Regions from separate parts of the Sus scrofa genome. Here region 2 is linked to region 1. The links are chromatin contacts, called in public Hi-C maps. All regions are on one chromosome and are shown on one strand. The core of a region is the stretch at or near the end of the contact, and the rest is flanking DNA. Distances in the headings are between cores, read along the strand shown.

The links. A called contact is a pair of places that touch in the nucleus more often than the background predicts.
Region 2: a contact with region 1 is called in a Hi-C map of retroperitoneal adipose tissue, with 2.2 times the contacts expected there. The contact joins the promoter of LRRN4 here to the enhancer-like site in region 1. A contact is called at or near these places in 7 of 47 Hi-C or Micro-C datasets (embryonic fibroblasts, fetal heart ventricle, heart right ventricle and 3 more).

The regions. Positions count from the first base shown.
Region 1 is chr17:14,383,139-14,390,928 of Sscrofa11.1, reverse strand. No RefSeq gene overlaps it. Among named protein-coding and RNA genes, the nearest start is that of GPCPD1, 89 kb to the left of the region's middle. Within about 2 kb of position 2,903, at least 23 of the 83 cell types and tissues checked have an H3K27ac peak or open chromatin away from gene starts, as enhancers often do. A contact at or near this core is called in retroperitoneal adipose tissue and subcutaneous adipose tissue, where this site is marked.
Region 2 is chr17:14,904,663-14,912,452 of Sscrofa11.1, reverse strand. LRRN4 (leucine-rich repeat neuronal protein 4) reads left to right here and starts at 4,341. Exons shown (of 7, transcript XM_003359892.3): 1 at 4,341-4,448; 2 at 4,568-5,162; 3 at 6,350-6,554. The coding sequence starts at 4,341.

The DNA.
Region 1 (7,790 bases), core at 1,654-4,153:
TGCTTTTTTTTTTTTTTTTTAACCTGCAGGTTGATGTTTGATTCCTTCCTCTAGTTGCTGGTGAAACTCTTGTATTTTCTTTGTGAAAATTCACCTTGCTACACACTCATGAACTTTTCTGGATGTATATTATTCTGTTTTATATATTCTTATTAATGTATAGTTGATTGGGAGATCCCATTGTGGTGCAGTGGAAACGAATCCGACTAGTATCCATGAGGATGCGGGTTCAATCCCTGGCCTTGCTCCGTGGGTCAGGGATCCAGTGTTGCCCTGAGCTGTGATGTAGGTTGCGGACGTGGATCGGATCCTGTGTTGCTGCAGCTGTGGTGTAGGACAGCAACTGAGCTCCAATTCGACCCCTGGCCTGGGAACTTCCATATGCAGCAAGTGCAGCCCTAAAAAGCAAAAAGAAGGAAAGAAAGAAGGAGGGAGTGAGAAAGAAAGAAAGGAAGGAAGGAAGGAGGGAGGGAGGGAAGGAAAGGAAGGAAGGAAGAAAGAAAGAGTTGATTTACAGTGTCGTACCAATTTCTGCTTTACAGCAAAGTGACCCAGTCATACATATACACACATTCCTTTTCTTATATTATCTTCCATCATGGTCTACGGGAACCTGTTTTACCGCAGGCAGTCTGTGGATGACCCTTACGAATCACTGCCACAGAGATTGAGGACTTGGGTTCTGGCACAGAGGGTTTAAATCCCAAATTTGGGGACTTTCTGGGACAAGTCACTTCACCTTTAGTAGCCTCCTCATCCGCAAGTACGCATCCTAACACCTATCATAGGTTAATTTTAAGGATTAAAATAGCTCGTGTATCTAAAGGGCTTATTCAAGTGCCTTGTATGTAATAAGTACTCAATAGATGGTATTATTGTTAGCATTGTTTTTAGGTTTTGAAAATAACTGTAATCAGCCCACAGGGGAGTTCTTAGAGAATGCCACCTCCCCATCAAACTATGCATTCAAATCTGGAAACCAGTAGAAAGGACAGGCTGCATGGATGACAGGGAGAGGGTGGCATGGTGGTCAGAGGCTCCCCGAAACTGAGAGGACACAGAGCTTGCTTACAGGCCCTTCAGCTGGCAGGTAGAAGATTCAGGTGAAGCCCAAGCAACCTGGGACGCACATCTGTGTCCCGTTGCTGGTCTTCTTCTCTCAGGCACCCAGTTGGCCTCAAGTGCATTCTCTCTGAGTGATGCTCGTGGCCTCTTCCTCACTCACCTGAGGGAGCAGGAGCTCTAAAAACTGCAGGCAGACCCTAAAGGCATGAGGGGCAGCCAGCCCATCCACAAGGCATGGTGCCCAGGCAGGACACGAGGCACGTGCAGGAACCACAGTGAGAGCTGGTGTCTTGTCACAGAAACCAGTGTGGAAAGGAAACTCCTGCCTATAGAATCTTCGCCAATATACCATCACTCTCTGGCTCCCCAACCCTCAACGGCACCCTTGTGCCTTAGAAAGACCATCTATAGGTCTCATAAAAGACAAATAAGAGTTCCTCTTTGGTGCAGTGGAGACGAATCCGACTAGTATCCATGAGGATGCGGGTTTGATCCCTGGCCTTGCTCAGTGGGTCGGGGATACGGTGGTGCCATGAGCTGTGGTATAGTTTGCAGACACAGCTGGAGTCTGGCATTGCTGTGGCTGTGGCTAAGCCGGCAGCTGAAGCTTCGATTCAGCCCCTAGCCTGGGAACTTCCATATGCCACAGGTGCAGCCCTGAAAAGACATTAAAAAAAAAAAAAAAAAAAAAAGACAAATACACTCTAGCCCTCCAATCCAGGCAAAATAAGCCAAGTGCCCTCCTTTAAACTGCCCCCAAGTCCTCCTGTCCTTTACTCCCAGCTTCTCCCCACCATCCTGCTTGCCAGGTGCTATTGTCACCTCCACAGGAGTTCCAGCCCCCTCTTTCTTCAGCTTCAACTCGACAGCATGGCCCCTGCGGGAACTCCTCACGCCTTCTGACTCTCCAAGAGTGACCCTGTCTGCAGCTTCTGTTTGATGCAAAGTAAAGGCCCTTTTCTGTCTCCCTTCCAGGACTTTTCCGTCAGTCTGCCTTAGATCTTTCTACGTTCCTTCAGCTCCTGTTGAAGAACCGTTTTCCCCCGCCTTGATCCACACAGTGTCCAGTCTGTGCCCGGGCCAGTGCTGGCTTCAGGAATCCCGCTGCTCAGAGGCAGAGTGGAGAAGGGAGGCGTGGGCAGCGAGAAGGACCACAGGAGACGCCGAGGGGGAAGGAGGGGAGGTCGGTCTGAAGAGGCCTAGGGACCGGCCCAACCTTCTCCTGGAAAGTGGACACTGGTGTTGCCGTGACTTGCAGAGTTCTTGGAACTGTGCCAGTGAGGACTGAGGGAAAGAGCAGGGCCGCGAGAAGGGGAAACCAGGAGGGATGAGTTAGCCACGCCCTCTCCTCCCCGCCCACGGCGACCCTGACTCCTCCCCCTCGCCCGAAATCCAGTTTCTCCCGGGAAACTCCGACCTTGGCATTCCAGAAAGTCTTCCTGGGTCTCTGTAGCTGACCCTCGTTCCTCCTTGCTCTGCATCCCCCAACCCCTCGCCGGCTCCCCTGCGGCTCGGCCCCACTTGCTCCGAAATATGGTCAGCGAGCCGGTTCCTGAGCGGCTTCAGCAATGCCTTTTTTTTGAGTTCCCTTAGCTCCAATCACCGTACGACTGACAGGCAAAGGCATTATCGTCAGGGAGTCGACTAGTCCAGGGATGTAGTAAGAAGTAAATTTGTCTTGCACAGAATAGGCAGGAGAGCGCCTTAATGAGGGAGGAGCAAAGTCCCAAGAGAAGCAACGAAAAAATACTTTGGCCACAAAGACTTTGCGTTTCAGACAGGGAGTAAAAATGGTTTCTATCCAGTTGGCCACGAGAGGGCGCTCTGTGCAAAATCTTGAGGCCGCGCTTCAGTCCTTTTGACTTCTCCCAAACCCTGGGCTGTCCCCCAGAGGTAGGGACACCTAAGCCCCGTGCAGCTTGCCTGGGTCTCAGGACACAGGTATTTAGTTTGGTGACATTTCCCCCGGTGGAGCAGAGGCAACAAAATCACCAAATTGATGACCCATTGTTTGCTGGATAACGAGTAAGACTGGTAAAAGGCAATTTGGTTAGTGCAAAGGTGCCTTGAGCCCTGAGCTGGTCCCTGCTTTACTGACCTCCGGAAGTGTGACATGAAGGAGATCATTCTGTACTCTTGGCCAGGTTCACTCTATAAAATGGCTTGGCTCCTGTTCCAGCCTGTGCTGGGATGATGTTGGCTTCTTCCAACCCTCCAGGGCGGTGGCCTGTGCTGTTTAGTTCACAAGGAAGCTGCACGCCCTCGTTTCTGCCTCTCTCGGGGCGGGACGGTTGTGGAAACCAGCACTTCCTGCAGTAGGGACTGCTGATATCCTGGGCGCTCTCCATATTCTTCCTGAGATAACCCATTCCACCAGGGCAGTGAAAGATCCAGGAAAGCAGAACCAGCCCTGGCTTTAGAAGTGAGCCTAGGAGTTCCTGTCGTGGCGCAGTGGTTAATGAATCCGACTAGGAACCATGAGGTTGCGGGTTCAATCCGTGGCCTTGCTCAGCGGGTTAAGGATCCGTCGTTGCCATGAGCTGTGGTGCAGGTTGCAGACGCGGCTCCGATCCCGCGTTGCTGTGGCTCTGGCGTAGGCCTGTGGCTACAGCTCCGATTGGACCCCTAGCCTGGGAACCTCCATATGCCGTGGGAAGTGGCCCTCGAAAAGGCAAAAAAAAAAAAGTGAGCCTAAAATAGGTATGTGCAGGAGGAAACTAGTTGCGCAAATTCTTCCAAAACACAAGATGATGTGTTTTGTGCAAAGTGTGTCTGACTCATTCTTGTGTATAATGGTAGAGGGACAGACAACAGAATGAGGCACCACTGGGGCTGGGGGCAGCCTGGGGAGAGAGACAAAGAAGGGTAAGGAGAGGGAGAACAAGGTGTTTCTGAACATTTTATCTCATAAGAAACTGACATCTATAGCAAGATGTCAGTTCCAATAACTCTGGTTGGTTCTTAAATGGTTTTCTGCAATCCTCTCTAGTGTGACCCTTCCTTTGAATTAAAAAGGAAAAATGACTTTGAGTAATTTTTAAAGTAACAGAGAGCTCACCAGCAACCCAGTGCAGATCTTGGTCTAGGGTAGTTTTTCCCCTAGCATGACTTTTTGTAGATGAAGGCATGTGTTCATAAAGTGTCTCAGGTTTTCCAGGCCATAGTAATCCAGGCAGGATAATCCTAAAGGAGGGAGACATACTGTGGGGGTGGAGGGGCCAGCTGCATCTAAGCAACCCCCACAGTGCCTCAAGTCTATGGGGATTTGTCTTCTACATCTGTAAAATGGGCATGAAGCCTGTCCTATCTACTTTACCAAGACATAATATGCATTAAATGAGATATTTGTGCAAACACCTCTAACGTAATGATACAAGCAGGTAAACAACAATCATTTACTTGTCAAGCAATGAATCCCAAGGTCTCACTTATGGCTGACGTTAGTGTCAACAACAAGGGAGAAATGAAGAGAGGCTGTATAAACAAGTATAAAGGGAAAGAAATATGAAGAAGAAAAACTTAATGATGAAAACTAAGATCTCCAAGAAAAGAGCTGTTCTTCCAAGATCCCAACTTATGGCCAGCCTTTCAAAATAATGGAAATTAATGTATACATGTGTGTGTAACTGGGTCACCATGCTGTACAGTAGGAAAAAAAAATATATATAGGGAAATAAAAATAAATAAATAAATAAACACCCCTCCAAAATAATGAAAATTATACTACGTGAAAAATGATCACAGTCATTAGATTTTAGAGCAGTATTTATATTATCTCACCACAGTAAGTCAGCAGTTATATCCTATGAAAGCCTCAAGGCTTCAATTTTCAGAGTTTAACTAGTGCAGAATTCACCACCAAAGAAGCACTTAAACTAATATCAATATAGAATAAACCAGAAGAAAAAGAGAAAAGTACCAAGTTGCTCCCTGCATTGTTTCCAACTGAGGCTCTGTTCTGCAAACATCAGAGGAGCGACCTGGATTAGATGGTTTCTTGAAGATCTGGATAAACTCAGTAAGTTGAAGTCTTTCTGGTCAGGAACTAGTGAGTTTCTCGTGTAAAAACGTGGTACTACTTAAGGAAATCCAGACTCCTAAGTGGAAGCTTTTTGTAGCATTGTTACTGGTATAAAAGAGTGCTTATGTTCAAAATCAGGTTGTGATGATGGTTGTACAACTATCTATATAATAAAATTCACCAAATTAAAAAAATGCTTAAAAAAAAGAGTGCTTAGAGATTCACCCATGGAGTCGTTCTTTTTTATTTTTTATTTTATTTTTTAATTTTTAGGGACACTCCTGGGGCATATGGAAGTTCTTAGGCTAGGGGTCCAATTCGAGCTACAGCTGCTGGCCTGTGCCACAGCCACAGCAACACCAGATCTGAGCTGGCATCTGCGACCCCACCACAGCTCATGGCAATGCTGGATCCTTTAAGCCACTGAGCAAGGCCAGGGATGAACCTGCATCCTCATGGATACTAGTTGGGTTCTTAACCCATGGAGCCACTCCCTATGGAGTCATTCTGATAGCTGATGCCAGACAAAAAAGGGAGATGTACAGTGGGCAGAAGTTAATTAGACCCAACTTTTCTTCTTGGCCCCATCCTTTGTTCATTCCCTCCCCTGCGCCTTGCCTCTTGCTTCATACCATCCCCAAGCACCTGGCTTCTCTGCCTCTCTCACACCTTTCTTAGCATAATCTATTTATCTGTTCCACGTTGCAGGCTTAAGGTGACACCCCTCTCAGAAGCACCCCAAATTCGAAGAGGCTATTTGAGGAGGGCAGCATGATGAGGCTTGGATCTGAATCCTAACTTCTGTATGTGGGGGGCATTCTCCACAAGAGCCCACAGTGCTCCCTTCCTCCTGGTATTCACCGACTTGCCCATTCCCTCCCATCACATCAGGCCTGGCCCTGGGGGACCAGTAGCGTTTGGCAGAAGTGATGGTAGATGGATTCCTGGGCTAAGTCACAAAAGGCATTGCGGCTTCTTGGGTCATTTTTTCGGGGGAAGCCGGCCACCACTCTGTGAGGTCACTCAAGCCCCTTCAGAGATGGATACACCCGGAAAAGAAGCAAGGATTCCTGCCAGTGACCAGTATCAGCTTGCCAGCTATATGTGAACCCCCCCTGGGAAGAGGGACCTCCAACCCCAGCTGACATCTGACTACAACATCATGAGAGACCTTGAGTTTGACACCTGGCTGAGCTGTCTGAATTCTTGAGTCACTCACTGAAACCATGAGAAATAACAGATGATTATTGGGTTTTTAAAAAATTTTTATTTTTGTCTTTTTAGGGCCGCACCCAGTGGCATATGGAAGGTCCCAGACGAGAGGTCGAATCAGAGCTGCAGCTGCCAGTCACAGCCACAGCAACGCTCACAGCCTTGTCTGATCCTTAACCCACTGAGTGGGGCCAGGAATTGAACCCGTGTCCTCATGGATGCTAGTTGGGTTTGTTATCTCTGAACCACAAGAGGAACTCCAACAAACGATTGTTTTTGTTTTAAGTCTTAAACCTGGGGGCAGTATGCTACATAGACATGTTAACAAGAAGAGCTAGATCAGATTTAGGGAAAAAAACAGTGGTAATTTTTTTTGCATTAGATAATGTAAAATAAAATTAAAACTCACTATAAGATAGTAGCAAGATCTGTGCAAGTCTCTTGTTGTAGAGATGAGGCAACTAAGAACCAGGAGAATAGAAAGTGAGTCCTAGCCCTGCTGACTCGCACTGTGTAGGGGGGCTTTTCCCTACATCCCTCTTCCCAAATGGATTTTGTTTCGTATTATTTCTACCTTACTCCCAGAATATTGGTGCCCTGAATTTTACAGACCAGTTGGCACTTCTTAACAAGCTACCATTGGCCCACTCAAACTGAAAACCTCAACTTGACATCATATCTAGTATCCCTTTACTTTTCTCTTTCAACCCTAATTCCAGCATCCACTGCTTTCTTCCAGTTAGGCACCCACCAAAGGTTTTTATTCTTTTTTTTTTTTCATATATTATTCTTTTTAGGGCTATACCGGAGGCATATGGAAGTTCCCAGACTAGGGGTCTAATCAGAGCTACAGCTGCCGGCCTACACCAGAGCCACAGCAATGCAAGGTCTGAGTCACATCTGCAAACTATACCACAGCTCAAGGCAATGCCAGATCCTTAACCCATTGAGCGAGGCCAGGGATCGAACCCACATCTTCATGGATCCTATAGGATTTGCTACCCCTGAGCTATGACAGGAACTCCAAAAGGTCTTTATTTTGACCCTGCTCACTTACCATGGCATACTGTTTTGAGTGGTACCATCCAGAGCATCTTATTTCTCTCTACCTTTGTTGGTTCCATATACTTACATATGCTGGCAACTAGGAGTTTCTATCTTCCCTTTATAAAGCAATTCTGGTTAGTGATCCCCCAGGGTAGCCGGTGATGTGGTCAGAATTTGACAAGGGCCCCCCAGCTCTGTGAAGGGATAAGCTCACTCTTCCTGGAGGTATTCAAGCAGGGTCTGAGTTACCCTCTGCCCACTGTGAATCAAGGAAGTGGGTCCAGCCTGCTTTGAAGATTCCTTCTGGCACTAATCGTTATAAATAAAATCTTTTGATTTTCTCATTCCTTCTGTGGTGTCTTACCAATACCCCTCCCACCTCCATTCACAGTGAGATCCATCTCCTTCTTTGCCCCTGCATGGCAGCCTCTGCCAAGGTCTGGAG
Region 2 (7,790 bases), core at 3,092-5,591, 520 kb before region 1:
CTGTTACTTAATCCTCCTGATTTAAGTAAATCCACTGTGTTGATACCTAAACTTAGAAACCTACTCTTATTTTGAGAATAAACCCATCTCCTTCATGGATGGAGGAGGTTCATTCAACTGGCTGCGAGGGCTTGAGAAGTGAATCATAATCATTATAATTATTACTCCCCTAGTTCCTCTCAAAGGCCTGTGAAAGTTTGAACAGTTACATGACCACCGTATGCCGGGATCATCAGTGCTCTATCTCATGGCCAGTCTTCCTGCAGTCCAGCTCAAAACTCCTGTTTTAGAGTTCTTAGACTTGGCTCCTAGGACTGCTCTTAGCAGCATCTGCCATAGGTTGGGTGCCTTGGAATTCCAAAAGAGAAGTCTGCACGTGATTGCCAAGATTGGGGGAGGGACGTGATCTCAGGAACAAACCTTTAAAGATTGGAGGAGGGACGCGATCTCAGGAACAAGTCTATAAGGATGTGCCCACAACAGGGCAGGACAAAGGAGCAGGCTAAACTGCAAAGCCGTTTCAAAGGCCTTTCTTTCTACAAAGGCCTCAGCCAGGCTCACAGGGGTTCTTGCTCCTAGGATGCCCTTCCTAGACAGTCTGATTTGAGGTAAGAGGGTCCCCATGTGGACCAAGCTGCTGACAGCAAGGAGGTGTAATCCTTCATTGATGCTCACCCACTGAGTGAGGCCAGGGATCGAAGCCATATCCTCATGGAAACTAGTCAGATTTGTTTCCACTTGAACCACAAAGGGAACTCCCAAATGGGACCTGATTAAACTTAAAACTTTTTACATGGCAAAGGAAACCCTAAACAAAACCAAATGACCACCCAACAGAATGGGAGAATATATTTGCAAATGAAGCAACTGGCAAGGGATTAATCTCCAAAATATATAAGCATCTCCCTAAACTCACTATCAAAAAAATAAACAACCCCATCAAAAAAAAATTGGCAGAAGATCTAAACAGACAATTCTCCAAAGAAGACATACAGATGTGAAAAGATGTTCAACATCACTAATTATTAGAGAAATTCAAATCAAAACTACTACCACCTTACACCAGCCAGAATGACCATCATCAAAAAGTCTACAAACAATAAACCCTGGAGAGGGTGTGGAGAAGAGGGAACCCTCTTACACTGTTGGTGGAAATGTAAATTGGTGCAACCACTATGGAAAATAGTATGGAGATTCCTCGAAAAACTGAAAATAGAATTATGATATGATCTAGCAGTCCCACTTCTGGGCATCTATCTAGAGAAAAGAATGACTCAGAAAGATACATATACTCCAGTGTTCATTGCAGCACTCTATACAATAGCCAAGACACGGAAGCAACCTAAATGTCCACCAACAGAGGAGTGATTGAGGAAGATATGGTACATATACACAATGGAACATCACTCAGCCATAAAAAGGAATGAACTAACGGCATTTGCAGCAACATGGATGGACCTAGAAATTATCGTGCCAAGTGAAGTTAGTCAGACTGTGAAACACAAACGTCGTAAGATATCACTTATATGTAGAAGCTTAAAAAAGGATCCAAAGAACTCATTTGCAGAACAGAAATTCATAGACTTTGAAATACTTATGGTTACCAAAGGATCCAGGTTGTGGGGGAAGGATGAGAGTTTGGGATGGAAATGTTCTAAAATTAGGTTGTGGAGGTGCCCTTGTGGCTCAGCGGGAACGAATCTGATTAATAGCCATGAGGATGCAGGTTCGATCCCTGCCTTGCTCAGTAGGTTAAAGACGGCGTTGCCATGAGCTGTGCTGTAGATCTCGCCATGGCTCGGATCTGGCATTGCTGTGGTTGTGGCGTAGGCCGGCAGCTATAGCTTTGATTCAACCCTTAGCCTGGGAACCTGCATATGCCACGGTTGCAGCCCTAAAGAGACAAAAGACAAAATAAATAAACAATAAAAGGGGTCAGGGACTGCTGGTGACAAGCAGAGTGCACCCACTGGGGCAAGGCCAATCCGACACCGTGGGTGAGACCTCTAAGCAAACACTTGCCATGCAGGACCTGCCATCAGACTCCCCAGCTCAAAGGCCCAACTGGGCTAGCTCACCAGTGGCAGCAGGGACCTGCCCTGAACAGACTGACCCAGTGTCTGAGCTTGGCCATTGGTGAGCTAGCAGCAGGGACAAGAAGCTGCTTCAGAGGGCCTGAGGCTCCGACAAATGCCAAACAATGACCTCCAGGTTCCTCAGTCAGGGGCCTATCCAGGCCCCTGGCCCCACTGGTATATAGAAGAACATGCTGTCACTCTCTGGGGACCTCTTTATAGGTCTCCTTGGAGAACAGCCTCTCCCCGCCCCCACGGGGGACTGATGAAGGTACATTTCTGAGCAGCAAGGCCAAGGGCTGACACTTAGGCTGACAGGAGATTTTTGAGCTTGGGTGGAGATGGCCACAAAGGAGATTCTAAGGATTTGTAATCATGCAATTAAACAGGCCCTGGAGTTCCTCAGGGCCTCTCAGATAAGGACTGACAGGAGACAGGATGAAGTCAGTCTCAGCATCTGTGCACACACCCTGCCTTCTTTATCAAGTCCCACTCCTTATGAGAGATAAGCATCCCTGCTGTCACTGAACTAGATCCCAGAGAAACCAAACCAACACTTCCTGGGGACTCCTGGATCTGCCCTGTGCCTGCCCTGTTCTCACAGCCTCTGAGGACCCCCTACTCTTGCTGCTTTTTTCCAAAAAATCTCTCCTATGGACGGAGGTAACTTCCTCTTTGGAGGGCAGGGGGCTTCCTCCTCAGGCCAGCTCACCATCAGCCTCCAATGATCCCAGGAAATGGGAACCACCTGGCAGCAGGACTAGATTCCTGGACATGATGGGGCTGCCTCTGTGTCACTGCACCCATCAGCCCTCGCACTCACCTCAGCCCAAAGAGCTGACTCCTTCCATTTCTCAGGCCCCGGAAGGGTGGCTGGCATAAGGCCAGGTGAAGATGGGGGAGGTGCCAAGCCTGGAAAGGGGCAGCTCAGGCCCAGGAGAAGGAGGAGGCAGCAGTGAGGATGTTGGCTGAAGACCACAGTGTCTCTGCAGGGAAGGAGGGGCTGCAGGGGCTGGGGTGTCTCAGGATCCCTGAGTGGCTGGGGCCAGGGGTATCTGAGGAACAGGCCTCCTTCGGAAATTCAAAGTTGAGCTGCTAAGCCATGGCTCCTGGACTCTATAAGGCCAGATCGAAGACTGCAGACAGGCCTCTGGGGCTGCCACCCTCCAAAAGGATCATTTTCAGGTGAGTGTGACATACTGCTGAACACATGGACTCCTAGCCTCAGTTTCCAGGATCTTTCTCACTGCCTTAACTTCCAGCTAGCAAGAGGGTGGCCCTTTCCCTGAAGCCAGGGACCTAGTGGTCCTCAGAGACAGCTGGAGCCGGAATACACACCTGCAGAAAGAAGGGGATGTCAAGTAGTGACCTCAAGGCCAGAACCTGGTTGGAAGTAGCTTGGCTGCTCCCACATCAGCCCATGGCTGCCTGATCTACCCCAACCTGATCTTCCAGCTGCCCTGTGAAATCCTGGGTACTCCAAAACCCCCATACCTAGCAGCCCTCAGCCCTCCCTTCTGGGCAGGGCTGACTTCAGGATCAAATGGGAACCAAGACATGCTTGGCTCCAGGTCCCCAAGCATCCTGGGGCTCCTTTCTTCCTTGAAGGCAACCCTGAGTGCCCTCCCAAGAAAGGGACCTCAGAACGTATGTATGTATCTTTTTAGAACCACACCCGAGGCATATGGAAGTTCCCAAGTGAGGAGTCGAATTAGAGCTGCAGCTGCTGCAGCTACCAGCCTCTGCCACAGCCACAGCAGATTCTTAACCCACAGGTTTGAACCTGTGTCCTCATAGATACTAGTCCAATTCACTACTGCTGACCCACAGTGAAAACTCCCCAGAACTTAATTTAAAATATGACCTGCAACTGAGTCACAGGCCAGCTGGACTCACCTGTGGTTGGGCAGTTCCAAGCTGAAAAATTGGGCAACCAAGTGTCGCTGGAACCAATAAAATCTTCCTCAAATCCCATGTTCATATGTTGGCTGAGCTTCTTCCAGACTGAGGCCATCCTCGGGCACGTTATTAATATACATTTATGTAGCAGCATCTGCACCCCTGGGGGTTGGGGGAGCGTCTTCAGAGATAAAGGCCACTGTTCCTTTCCCTTCAGAAGCTCATGGGATGGGAACACGCAAAGGGAGAAGGTGACTGTGAGGTTCAGGGTGAGACCTTCTGCAGGAGGTCACCTGTGGATGGTAACCCTGGAGTGAATTACGGGGAAAGGAAAAGCTGGGGAAGGAAGGGCAGAAGGTGCCAGAGATGACGGGGGAAAGCAGGCAGGGGCCAAGTCACTGCACATCCAGTGATGCAGAGGAACGTACCCTGCCTTTCAGGGTACATCCAGGGCTGGGCTCCTGGGAGCTGAGGGTAGGGGGCACATCTGCCCCTTCGTATGGGGCTTCCGATGCATTTAGAGGGCTGCCCACTTGCTCTTCTCTCCCTAGCCATGTGGTGCTGGGCTCTGGTGGTGGTGGTGCTGCTGCTAGCCTCTCCAGAAGTCCGTCGTTTTCCAGCTCACTGAGCAAGGCCCCTGGGTGAGCGGGGCCGGCAACGCCACCGTCTTGCACTGCGAGGGGCCGGCCGCCGCGGGGGTCACGACCCTGACCCTGGCGAACCGCAGCCTGGAGCGCCTGCCCGGCCGCCTACCGAGCACGCTGCGCGACCTCGACGGCAGCCAGAACCTGCTGCGTTCCCTGAGAGCGCCCGAGCTCGGCCACCTGCCGCGGCTGCGGGTGCTGAATCTGCTCCACAACCGCATCGCCGCGCCGCGCTGGGGCCCCGGCGCTCCCGCGGGCCTGCGCACGCTCGACCTCAGCTACAATCTGCTGGCGGCCCTGCCGCCGTGCGCCGGGCCGGAGCTGCCCAGCCTCCGCGTGCTGGCGCTGGCCGGAAACCCGCAGCGGGCGCTGCAGCCCGGGGCCTCTACCTGCTTCCCCGAGCTGCGCCTGCTCAACCTGTCCTGCCCCGCGCTGGGCCGCGACGACCAAGAGGGCATCGCCGACGCCACCTTCACCCGGGCAGGCGGCGCGCCCCTGGCCGCGCTCGAGGTCCTGGTCCTCAGTGGCACGTTCCTCCCGCGCGGTGAGTGTGGGCGCCCGGAAACCTGGGGAGGGAGGGCCGTGAACTTTCTCCAGGGGCGCTGCCCCAGGCACCTGCTGGCAGGACCGCTCAAAGACACCCTGCTCCGAGGTTCCCCAAGCCCAGACCACCCTGTTTGAAGCTCCCCACCTACAGGCCCTGAGTCCCAAGAAGCTTCACTCCCTGAGTCCCAGGAAGCTTCACTCCTCGAGTCCCAAGAGGTGGGGACTATCTCCGTTCTGCATGGGAGGGAACCGGTGGACAGAAAGAGGAGTGGCTGGCGTGCGGCCTCACAGGTCGTCAGCGATGCCTCCACATCAGAAGTCTGGCGTTCTGGGTCCAGAGCCCACACTTTTAGCTGCTTTGTTCTGCTCCCCAGCAGAGTTGGTCAATGCTTGTAGAATGGGGAGGTGGGGGCGGGGGTGGATGCAACACTTCGGAGGCCGATAGATGAATTTGGTACCAAACATTTAGTTAACGTGAAGCACTCGATGCTCTGAGGATGCAGTCATTGATTTCTACTCGGTTGGCCAAAATTATTTCTGTGAATGTTGCATCCTTCAAACAAGATAAAGGAGGGAGGAAAGAGTGCCTCTTCTCCTGTACTTAACATATTCTGACTCTGATTCACAGGGTTGGTTTTATTTTTAAAACACACCGTATCACCTGTTCCATCATCAACAGGAGAACAAAGAACAAGAGCAGGAAACAGAGGGGAAGCCTCAGGTTCTCTATTTATTAGGAGAGGCACGAAATTGGGTTTCTGGGCTGCCTCTAGCCTCGCTCCTTTTCTCGTTCTCCCTTGCATTCCCTCAAGATTTATCCACTCCAGGGAGACAGCAGAGTGAAGGCTGGGGTGCTTCCGTGTGGGGTTTATCAAGAGGATGGAGCAACAGCGGACTTGGAGAGTGTCCTGGGGCCAAGTGCTGGCCCTGACCCTGACCACTGTGTGGCCTTTAGCCAGTCTTTCTCTTCTGGAGCCTCAGCCACCTGGGGCTGGAAAAGGAAGGACCGGTTGTTTCTGAGGACCCTTCCAGGTGACATGGCCCACACATCAGAGATTCCCAAAGCTGCCCACTCTGCCCATGCTCCTCAGTGACCTTCACCAGTCACCTTGTTACTCTCCTCTTTTCCTTAATGCCAAGCCAGCCTCCTTCTGGGTAGTGGACAGCTTCTCCTCTGTGTTTCAGTTCAGGCAGGATGGATCAGAGACCTGCCCAGGCTCAGGTCCCTCTACCTGAGGAAGATGTCCAGGCTGAGGAACTTGGAGGGGGATATTTTCAAGATGACCCCTGAGCTGCAGGAGCTGGACGGTCAAGATTCACCAGCACTTACCTCTGTCCATACACACATCTTTCAAGACACGCCTCACCTACAGGTCCTTCTATTCCAAAAGTAAGTTTTCCTGAATCAGATGACTGACTTTTGCCCATTGTAATGAGTTAAAGAGGTGTAACTATTTAATAGAGCAGACTAGACCTTACTTGTCCTCCCTCTGCTCCTTTGAGTCCTCGCCAGGGTCTTGTTCTTCCTCATCCTTTTGGTGGTAATATGGGCATGTCCCAGAGAGTCCATCCAGCATAAAAACCAGGCAACTCAGTCCTGCCCAGAGCCACATTAGAACTCCAGACTCTCCGAGTTCCCACTGTGGCACAGTGGCTTAAGGATATGGCTTGTCTCTGTTGTGATGCCATTTGGATCCCCAGCCTGTTGAAGTGGCTTGAGGGTCTGGCGTTGCCACAGTTGTGACTTGGATTCAATCCCTGGCCCAGGAACTTCCATATGCTGTTGGTGCAGCCAAAAAAGAAAAAGAAAAATTCCAGGAGTTCTCATTGTGGCTCAGAAGGTTAAGAACCTGCCTCATAGTGTTCGTGAAGATTTGGGTTCAATCCCTGGCCTCGCTCAGTGAGTTAAAGATCCAGCATTGCTGCAAGTCACAGATGTGGCAATGGATCTGGTGTGGCTGTGGCTGTGGTCTAGCCTGGCAGCTGCAGCTCCAGGTAGATCTATAGCCTGGGAATGTCTCTATGCTGCAGGTGCAGCCCTAAAAAACAGAAGCGAAACTCAAAACTCTCATGCAGACAAATTTTCCTTTAAGCCCAGGATGAAAAGCTCGCAGTGGGAAGAGGGGATAAGGGCATCAGGATGGTCTCTATTACTCCATCCACCTGCTTCCCCATGTGTTTATGAAAGCCACCCCTTCCAGGCCTTGAGCAGATCCTGCTTGCACCACAGCCACAGCAGTGCAGGATCTGAGCCACATCTGCGATCTACACCACAGCTCAGGGCCACACCGGATCCCCGACCCGCTGAGCAAGGCCAGGGAGCAAACCCGCATCCTCGTGGACACTGGTCGGATTCGTTTCCGCTGGGCCACAATGGAAACTCCATCCACCCTCCTTCTCAAGAGCAACTACTGTCCTGGCTTCCAGCAGGAAGAGCAGTGTCCCTTTGAAGATGATTTCAGGCGACCTCATTTCCTAGCAGCCCCCAGCTGGGCCTGGGGAAGCAAGCTCTGAGGCCTCACCATCACTCTCTTTGTAGCCACTTCTACTTTTGTATCTGCTAGCTCCAGTTTTCTTCACTCTGGGGCTTCTCATGAGGGGAAAGGAGATAGAATGCGCAAAGCCT